Regions from separate parts of the Triticum aestivum genome. Here region 2 is linked to region 1. A link is a contact called in public Hi-C data. All regions are on one chromosome and are shown on one strand. The core of a region is the stretch at or near the end of the contact, and the rest is flanking DNA. Distances in the headings are between cores, read along the strand shown.

Region 1 (4,580 bases), core at 1,494-3,993:
TGAATGGAAGCAGTGCTGCTGATATGGAGTGTCTGAACAATCTACATGAGGTGGTTTTCTGCAATTAGTAAAAAAAACTTTTGATCGACGCAGTTAGCGGACTACATGGGTGCACTGACCAGGCTCTGTTTATATTACCTGTTTTCTGTTTGAGTGATCTTACTTTGCTTGAATTGAGATTAAACTATTAGCTTACTATCAGGTCTGCACCATTCTAGATATCATCTCGACTTTTAACTTGTGAAACTGTTACATTGGATAACATAAATAGGAAATTTTGTCAATTGTGAAACTGTAACTAATAGCTTCACCTGAATATTGATCTATTGTGTTATTGCAGGGAAGATGTATGAAGTGCTCAACTTAGGAGGGAGCATAGACAAGGTATTCCACGCTTCCCATTCTCCTCCTGTAGCAAAGGAACATCCAACCTGTCATGTGTCGCTCACTAACTAATAAACAGGAATCTGACGTTGGAAAGAAGCTACTGGATATCAAAGCAAAAGGATCACAGCTCCTCTTAGAAATCAGCGAAGTATTCTAATTCTGGAGACTGTTATGCCCCTAGATCTGCCAAGCAGTCGCAATTGCTGTTTTAGTCAAACTAAAGAATTATTAACTTTGCAGTGTAAGCAGACCCTTGAGCAGGAGAGCGACGTAACTGCTAGCTTCCCTGTAAGTTCAGTGTGTTTCTTAACCGTAAACATCATTCTGTTATCAAGTCATTCTCCATGTGTGTTATTTCAGCCTGTTGCCTGCAGGCTGCAGTACAGGAGATGGATAAGAAGTCCTTGGAGGAAGGATACAAAGCTCTACAAGGTGATGGAGCTGCAGAAGCCGAGTACTTCCAGTCTCTTGAGGAACGAATCATTAAAATGAAGGTGTTTTACCGATACTTTTCAGTTTGGTTGCTCCATGATTAAATCTAATTGATTTCCTTTTCTTCTTCTCATTGAGGAATACATATACTTTTTTTTTGAAACAATCGAGGAATACATATACTGCCTCCGATCCAAATTAATTGACGCAGCTTTAGTACAAAGTTGTGCTAAAGTTGCGTCAATTAATTTGGATCGGAGGGAGTACTTTACTTTCAATGATGCCATGTGCAGTCTTAAGAAGCTGACATCTTTCTCTGCAGGGAGTTTCTGATCCTATTAAATGCTGTTGCGGACTGGAGTACAATGTAGAACTAGGCGGGGAGTCCATGGGTGTAAGATAAACTCAGATGCAGATGACCACAGGTTCAGTGCGTTTAAAGTATGTATATGCGCAGCTGCCGTAGGTACAGCTTGACAACTCCTTAGGCCGCTCTTGGGAGACCGGTTTATATTTTCCACCAGTATTAATCTACAAAGGGTATTTTCCTGTGCACACCTGAGATACAAGTGTAACGAAAACACGATTGTAAAATTCTGGATTTCTGCTTGGATCGCATCGTATTTAGCCCGTCAGCAACGTACAGCACAACAAGCCATTCTGAGATTCAGAAGCTTCAGCAGGGATAGCGCCAGATGCCACAGCGATGCGGACAATGACGGAGATGAATTCGCCACAGCCGTCGTCATAAACTTCACCGGTCATGGCGTGCTGCTCCAGTCTGTCGGCAGTCGGCAGTCACCACAGCCGTTGTCATAAAGTTCACTCAGGCAGTCACTGCGGACATTTCCACAGACCTTGCCAAGGTAGCTGCCGCCGCCACGGAACCCGCTCACAACTGCCACCAACGTTACCTCGGAGCCCACGCTCTTTGCCGGCCTGGTCAGGACCGCAGCCTGCTAGTTTGTTACCGCCTCAACCTGCTGGTCGGCGGGAACTCCAGCCGAGCATGGCAAGGCACGCGGCGTCGGCGCTAGGAACTCCCCAGGCCTTTAGTCCCTGACACTGGTGGCTCGTCCATTTCCTGTGCCTGGAGCCGTTCGCCCGGAGACCTGGGGAGAGAGTCAGAAAACGGGGAAAACAGATGTGATGAGAAGTGTATCCAATACCGGTCAAAACCGGGTGTAATCTCGAATACAGGTGCAAAATTTACGGACCAAAACGACCAACCGATCGTTAACCGGAACCCACCAGGTTTGTTTTTACGGGGGTGGATTTTACGGGCGTAATTGGCTCGAAAACAACTATTCAATCGGGGCCTTAAGGGCGAACCAATCTGTGGTTGGATGGTTAGAGGGATTGTGGTATCCCCTGATGGGCTGCATGATATGCCGGCTCAGTCTTTCGGGGACGCTCATAGGGGTAGGGTATGCGTGTGTGCGTTTATAGGGACCGAGTGTATGCGCGTGTATATGAGCGCTTGTGTCTGTACTGATGTTAAAAAATATATGGCAAGAAATTATACAAAGGCGCAGAGACGTGCATCTTTTACAGGTGTATTAGAAAGAAATACGATAATCCAAATTTAAACAAATAAAGAGGCTGCCCAACTCGTCTCCAAGATGCTCCCTTGATTTCTAGTATTCGTGTCCGTTGGATCCTGGTCAAGGTGGTTTTTTTCCGTTGCTTGCCGTTGGATCCTAGTCAACATGGTATTTTTTTTGTTGCTTGCCGTTGGATCGCCACTGTGATTCAACGTCTGCCGTTTTCACCGTGCGGTCATTTTGGAGCGGCCAATGACCTGTGGGCTCGGGCGGGATCTGATAGGCTGGGTGGCCGTTTTTTGGGTGCACACGCAGCTAAATCTGATGTGCCGTGTGGGTGCGCTTTTCCCATGTCGTGCGTCGCAGGGGAGTCGTGGAAGGTTAGCCGACACATGTGCACCTGGCTTTTGCGCCCGCGCTTGTGCTGTCCTGATGAGGGTGGGTCAGTGCTGCTCCTGGTCCTGCTCATTAATACGTCTCCATCGTATCTACTTTTTCAAACTCTTTTGCCCTTGTTTTGGACTCTAATTTGCATGATTTGAATGAAACTAATCCGGACTGACGATGTTTTCAGCAGAATTGTCACGGTATTATTTTTATGTAGAAATAAAAGTTTTCGGATTGACCTAAAAATTTACGGAGAATATTTTCGAAATATATAAAAAATACTGGCAGAAAAAGATACCAGAGGGGGCCACCCAGGGGCCACAAGCCCGGGGGGCGCGCCCCCTGGCTTGTGGGCACCCTGGACCGACTACAACCCTAACTCCAACTCCATATATACCTATCCTCAGAGAAAAAAATTAGAGAGAAGGATTCATCGCGTTTTACGATACGAAGCCGCCGTCACCTCCTGTTCTTCATCGGGTGGGCTGATCTGGAGTCCGTTCGGGGTCCCGGAGGGTGCATTTTGTAGCCATCATCCTCATCATCAACCTTCCTCCATCACCAATTTCATGGTGCTAATCGCCAGGAGTGAGTAATTCCATCGTAGCCTTGCTGAACGGTGATGGGTTGGATGAGATTTATCATGTAATCGAGTTAGTTTTGTTAGGGTTTGATAGAGGCGAGGGTGTCCCGATCTTTCGATGAGATGATAACTATCGATTTGGTGGAGCCGACTTTGATGATCCGACTACAAACATGCACGACGTTGCGCATTAGCAATCGCTAAACCAACTTCGAGAGGTTATTGACCACGCCGGAGCACGATCAACCTGACCACGAAGGTCTATTCCTGCAAGCAATCGAAGAACAAGCAAGAATATGATTAAGCAATCTGAATATTGCGAATATGGATGAAGTATTGGTAAAAGTGGGGTTTCATAAGCGGTCTTGGTCTGGTCGTTGGACACAAACGAAGTACACGAAGTTGCAGCGATGGCTAACTTTTAACTAAATAAAACCCAATGAAAAAGCTACTAGATGGATCTACTTATACGGGAGCAAGGGGTGGCGGCCAAGGAGGTGGGAGAACGTCCCAAGGCAGCCTAAAACCAACCCTAGGTCGTACAAGGCTCATGGGCCCAAGTGGAGGTGATGCAACACCTTTGGACTTGTTGTTTGACTCGGATTCTGCTGCAGCGTCAGATTGTTTCGTCGATATCTCAATGCTCCGGACGAATTTGAAGGTGAATCCAATTGGGCTGGAAAGAGCACAAAATCTAGATTCCAATAAAAAAAAGAATCATCCAATTCGGAGTCCGTATGAAAAAATTGTTGGCGTTTTGAGTTAGGTATGTCTGTGCAGTCCGAATCTGAATCCAGAACATGAGAGACTTGGACTCTATCTTCTCTTGGTCCAAAAGTGACATGAGAGAACTTTTTGAACAGCAAGTAAACATCTCTTTCTCCCTTATCTTCATATGTGGATTGTACAAATGTCCCATACACCTGCAATTAGGCAAAACACAAAAGTGCGTGAAGTATTTTTGTTTTGGATAACATAAATAGATTATTGAATAGTTTGCACTAGAAATCACTTGACAAATATGCATGTATGCAATATTTTTGATCGTATCCAAGGTAGTCATGTCCTCATCATTCTCCCCTTCCTGAAAACAAAGCCGCCCTCGGCGTTGCTTAATCTGAAATGTGGCTAACAAAAGAGACAAGGTATACATGTTGTATATGTATATGTCATCCATTTTTACTTCCCTTGATTTTTGCACATATGACACATGTATACATGAGTAACTTTCATAGATCATAAAATAT
Region 2 (4,768 bases), core at 1,779-4,278, 55 kb after region 1:
GGGGAGAGCGGCTAGGCGATGCCCTGGTCACCCCGCTAGGACCAAAGGAACGCGGTAAGAGGGACACTAGCAGGGAAGACGAAGCTAGAGTCCATGAGGAAGCCTGTCGGGGTCCAGCTGGTGGAAGCGGAGTCGACCGGGCCAAACACCCCCGGCAAATTGCTCTGCCGGGGTCCAGCTGCAGATGATGGTGCTGCTGGCGCCTAGCTAATGGTGACGGCGTGTCCGACGCTCAGCCGAAGTCCGAGTTGTCATCTTCATGCTTGATGTCTGGGGGCTCGTCGTCGCCATCTTCGTCGTCAATGTCCTCTTCGTCGTTGTCGCTCGAGGAGGAGCTTCCATCGTCGGTCGAGCTTTCCGCACAACACCCTAAGCGAGCAGCCGAGCGCCCGAAGACCTTGATGGAGAGTAGATCGACCTCCATTAACTTAAAATGGAGGACATGCCCTTCCGCCAGGCTATGGGCACGTGCAAAAGTTTTCCAGCCACACCGAAGAAGCATGATATGAGGTGCAGAGAACTCGACGTCCACCCGCATGGTGCCATTGCAGCAACCACTCATGTGCAACTTTAGCCCGTGCGACTGTTCAACCTCCATCACCCTTGCAAAGGGGCTAGGAAGCCAAAGATGGCTACGCGGGGGTTCTCACAGCCTGACGATGAATTCCAGTGTCGTATCTCCAACATGGCCTTCCAATGGAATCAGAGCAGCTGGGGGAGGCGCGATCGGAGCACCACCACGTCCACCTCAGCCCCGAGCGCCGCGCCAGCCACGACCGCGTCCTGCGGCTCCGCCTTGAGTACTGGATCCTGCCCCTATGTCCCCAGCGGGGGCGGGAATACAGTGCCGAGAGGAGGCCCTTATCGCCACCGCTGGATCTCGAGCGTCTCCTCTTCCCCTGACCATGGTGGGAGAAGAACACGAGAAGAAGGAGCAGAAGGTGCGTGGGTGAGCATTTCCATTCCCCTCGCACTCTCTTTTATAGCAGAGCGTGGTAGTGGGCTGGCTCCCCACCATCCTGAGGCAACCGCCCCACTCCTCCAATGCGGTTTATCTGCGTCACTGACGATGTCCAGATTCTTCGGCCGCCCCTCTGCGCCAATCCATGGCGCCAGACTTTCTGCCATGGCACTCATGCCTGCATCCTTGGTGTCAGTCACAAACCCTGTGCAATGCATGCAACACACGTGGCGGAAACGACATGCGTGGTGGGTAAGGTGAAATGGCGGTTACCCCCGGATCATGCGTAGACACTTCAATCAACTCCCCATGAACGTGGGTGTTCTCTGGCCCATTACATGGGTAGACCCACGTCGTTTGACGTTGCACGACTCGTGGGGAACCCGGGAATTGATTCAAATTCAGGTTAATGAAGAAGTAAAGAAGTAAAGAAGGTCAGGTTGTCAGCTTGTGCATTATTTGGGGCTTACCCCAACGATGCCCGACAACACGTGTGGGCCAGGCCCTGGGGCTCCTGTCAGGGCAACAAACATCCACGTTTGCTGACCGGACTCATGCACAGGCATGCTGACGATCATACATCCAACACCAATGCATGACATAAAGTTAAGCCAGAGAAGCCGCTCTTCGTGAGATCAAGGAGAGCATTAAGAAGACCGACTAGCAGAAGTCCACCTTGGGAAGGCCTCCCTTGCCGGGCAGGAGAGCCTGGCTAGGCCGAGACCGCACCTGAGGACAGGTCCAGATTCGCCCCGGCAGGGTTGCGGGGGCCGCCAAGACCAAACCCCGCCAAGCTCCCTTTCCGGGGAACCTTCACCGAGACGCCACCACTCCACCTCATCACACCCAATTCACTTATCAGTTCAGTGTCAAGGAACCAAGCAACCTGGTGGAACCTATTAGGTACGTGGCAGCATAAAAGAGAAGGGATTAGCTTTGTTGACACCCGTCCAGGAGGCGTGTCAAGTTGATAAGAAGAGGATAAGTGGCGCGACAGGCTTGCCGGGCTTCACCCTCAGCACGACACCTAGCACAATATTTAATGCACTTTTTCCTAACTGCCACAGTTAGGTATGATAGCATTGTGAGCTATCTAATCACACCCAAATGACTGTTTTGCCACTGTGGTCACCCCTTAACCTATAAAAGGAGGCCCGAGGCAACCTAGCAAGGGGTTCATACATTCGATCACACAACACTTGTACGCTCACGTCACTCTCCCCGAGGCAACCTTGCCGGTCCAGAGCGCGTCGAGCCTTCGTGTTCCCCCAGATCAATCCACCACCACAGCAGGAGTAGGGTTTTACGCTGCAAAGCGGCCCGAACCTGGGTAAAAAGAGAGAGTCCATCGCCATGCCGTGTTGTCCCCTTATGTTTCTGCTCTTTGTGTAACGTGGTCGTCCCCATGCCGAACCAAAAAGGGGCACCCATGCCCCATAGGTGATTGTGCTTCCACGCCGACACGTCAGTAGTCATTAGCGAGGAGTAGCCTTTTTTGTTTTCTGTTGTGGGCTACCTGGATCCTTCCTTCAAGAGTTGTAAGCCGCTATGTAGGGTGGGCATCTTTGTCCTTTCTTTCATAAAAGTTGTACGCCATTTTTGGGTGTGTTCTCGAAAAAATGATCTATGTGTGCTTCTAGTATGACTAAACTTGTTGCCAATAAAGCGAAGAGCATATCTGGAACGCCAAGAACTTTACAACTTGTCACACAACAACTAAGTTCGTCGCACAAAGATATCCATGTGCGCTTTTTAATGTGGCTAAACTTGCTGCCAATAAAGCGAGGAGCATATCTAGAAAGCCAAAAACTTTACAGCTTGTCACATAACAACTAATTTCATCGCACAAAGATATCCATGTGCGTGCCTTTTTGTATGTGCTAAACTTGCTGCCAATAAAGTGAAGAGCATATTAGAAAGCCAAACACTTTACAGATTGTCACATAACAACTAATTTCGTCGCATAAGGATATCCATATGCGCCTTTTTATACGTGCATATACTCCCTTCACCTATAAATCAGGGAACAGTTTGCTCACACATCACTCAATATCTATATCCTTCCATTGCTTATCCCTCGGCAATGGATGTGCCTTTGGCATCTAAAACCTTCCCCTCGCCCTCCCCTTCCAAGCGTGAACAATGCAACATTGATGGCCATAAGAGCTCATCGAAGCATGCAGATCTCAATCCACATGTTGATGATGTAAGTAGTGACTATCTTAACCATGATTTCCATTTTCTATTCCAACTTGGTGTTTCATATGCAGTAATATTATTTCTAGAAAGTTCTAGGAAAGGATTCTTTAGGGCAGCTTCGAGCATAATTAGAAGATTTTCCACAAGAGCATGCATTGAATTAAGTAGTATGTTATTAGCTATTTGTGCACCTCACTTGTATGGAAAAAGGACTAAAAGTTGATCATGCAATGCTATTTTTTTTAGTGCTCCATCTTACTCCCTCCGTTCCTAAATATAGGTCTTTGTAGAGATTTCAACAAGTGACTATATACGGAGCAAAATGAGTGAATCTACACTCTAAAATATGTCTATATACATCCGTATATGGTAGTTCATTTGAAATCTCTAAAAAGACTTGTATTTAGGAACGGAAGAAATATATATTAACTTTCTTCTAAAATTCTTGTTTTTATTTGTTTAGATACAGATGTATCTAATACTAAAACGTAACTAGATACATTACGTATCTTAGATAAATCTATGACAAAAGTTTTGGGAGGGGGAGAGTATGTACTAGCCCGTCAAGTAGCAAAAATCCAAGTGACAAGATAATTAAGAGAAAAAAAGGTTTACAAGTGATATGTCCAAAATCATCGTGGTCATGTCCTACCCAAGGAGATCATTCCAAAAGTGCCACCTGCTGACAATCCCACTCACTTTCTCTCCCTCTCACTCCCACGCAGCACTCTCTCTCTCTCCAAAAGAAAAATGGGAAAAAAACTGAAAATGGAAAGATCTTGCGAAAAGATTAGTTAAATTTACTCAGCCACACTGCACCACTGGGTGTCAGGCGTATCTCTCCCTTCCCCCTCGTGATCTCTCGCCACGGGAGCCCCGTGACTCGAGCTCGTCATCCACCTCAATGGCGATGGCCGCGGCCGCCTCCCCCTCCAAGATCCTGATCCCTCCGCACCGAGCCTCCGCCGCGACCGCTGCCGCGTCCACCTCCTGCGACTCCTTCCGCCTCCTCTGCGCGCCGCGAGGACGGCGCCAGCGCCCACGCGGGTTGGTCGCGCGTTCGGCTCCGCGGCGGCCCTTCTTCTTCTCCCCACGTGCCGTGTCAGACTCCAAGAGCTCCCAGACCTGTCTCGACCCCGACGCAAGCACGGTACGTCGCCTCGCCTCGCCTAGGTGCGCAAATGCGGCGCTTGCCGCCTAGTCTTGTCGCGCCGCCCTGATCCGTTGCGTCCGTATCTTTCCGGATGAGAATTTGATGCATGCGGGAAATTATTGCCTCGGTCATTTAGATACGCAAATGTGATTCACGCCTTGTGTTCTCATGTGGACATTTCTTAGAGATGATCAAAAAATACTACTCTACTTTGCTAGCGCATAGCAGGAGCTTTCTGGCGACTAATCATGTGGACATTTTCATTGGCTCCAATTGTTTATTTTTACTAGATTTCAGCAAATGTGGCAACTGTGGACGTTTGTTGAACAGTCCTACTTAATCAATGGGTGTGGGTGTGAGCCCCATAAGAAATTCATAAAGAAGATGTCATGATCCATGGCATGTGGCTCTTAAAGACTACTAGGCAATCAGATCAAGTTCTTGGATTTTTCTTT

What was found. A called contact is a pair of places that touch in the nucleus more often than the background predicts.
Region 2: a contact with region 1 is called in a Hi-C map of leaf, with 4 times the contacts expected there. The contact joins the promoter of LOC543299 here to the enhancer-like site in region 1. A contact is called at or near these places in 2 of 5 Hi-C or Micro-C datasets (both in leaf).

What each region holds. Positions count from the first base shown.
Region 1 is chr7B:307,089,813-307,094,392 of IWGSC CS RefSeq v2.1, forward strand. LOC123160350 reads left to right here. Exons shown (of 12, transcript XM_044578161.1): 8 at 341-384; 9 at 464-535; 10 at 628-675; 11 at 748-881; 12 at 1,142-1,428. The coding sequence ends at 879. Among protein-coding and RNA genes, the nearest start is that of LOC123160350, 46 kb to the left of the region's middle. Within about 2 kb of position 2,744, at least 6 of the 8 cell types and tissues checked have an H3K27ac peak or open chromatin away from gene starts, as enhancers often do. A contact at or near this core is called in leaf, where this site is marked.
Region 2 is chr7B:307,144,759-307,149,526 of IWGSC CS RefSeq v2.1, forward strand. LOC543299 (glucose-1-phosphate adenylyltransferase small subunit, chloroplastic/amyloplastic) reads left to right here and starts at 3,029. Exons shown (of 10, transcript NM_001405779.1): 1 at 3,029-3,167. The coding sequence starts at 3,045.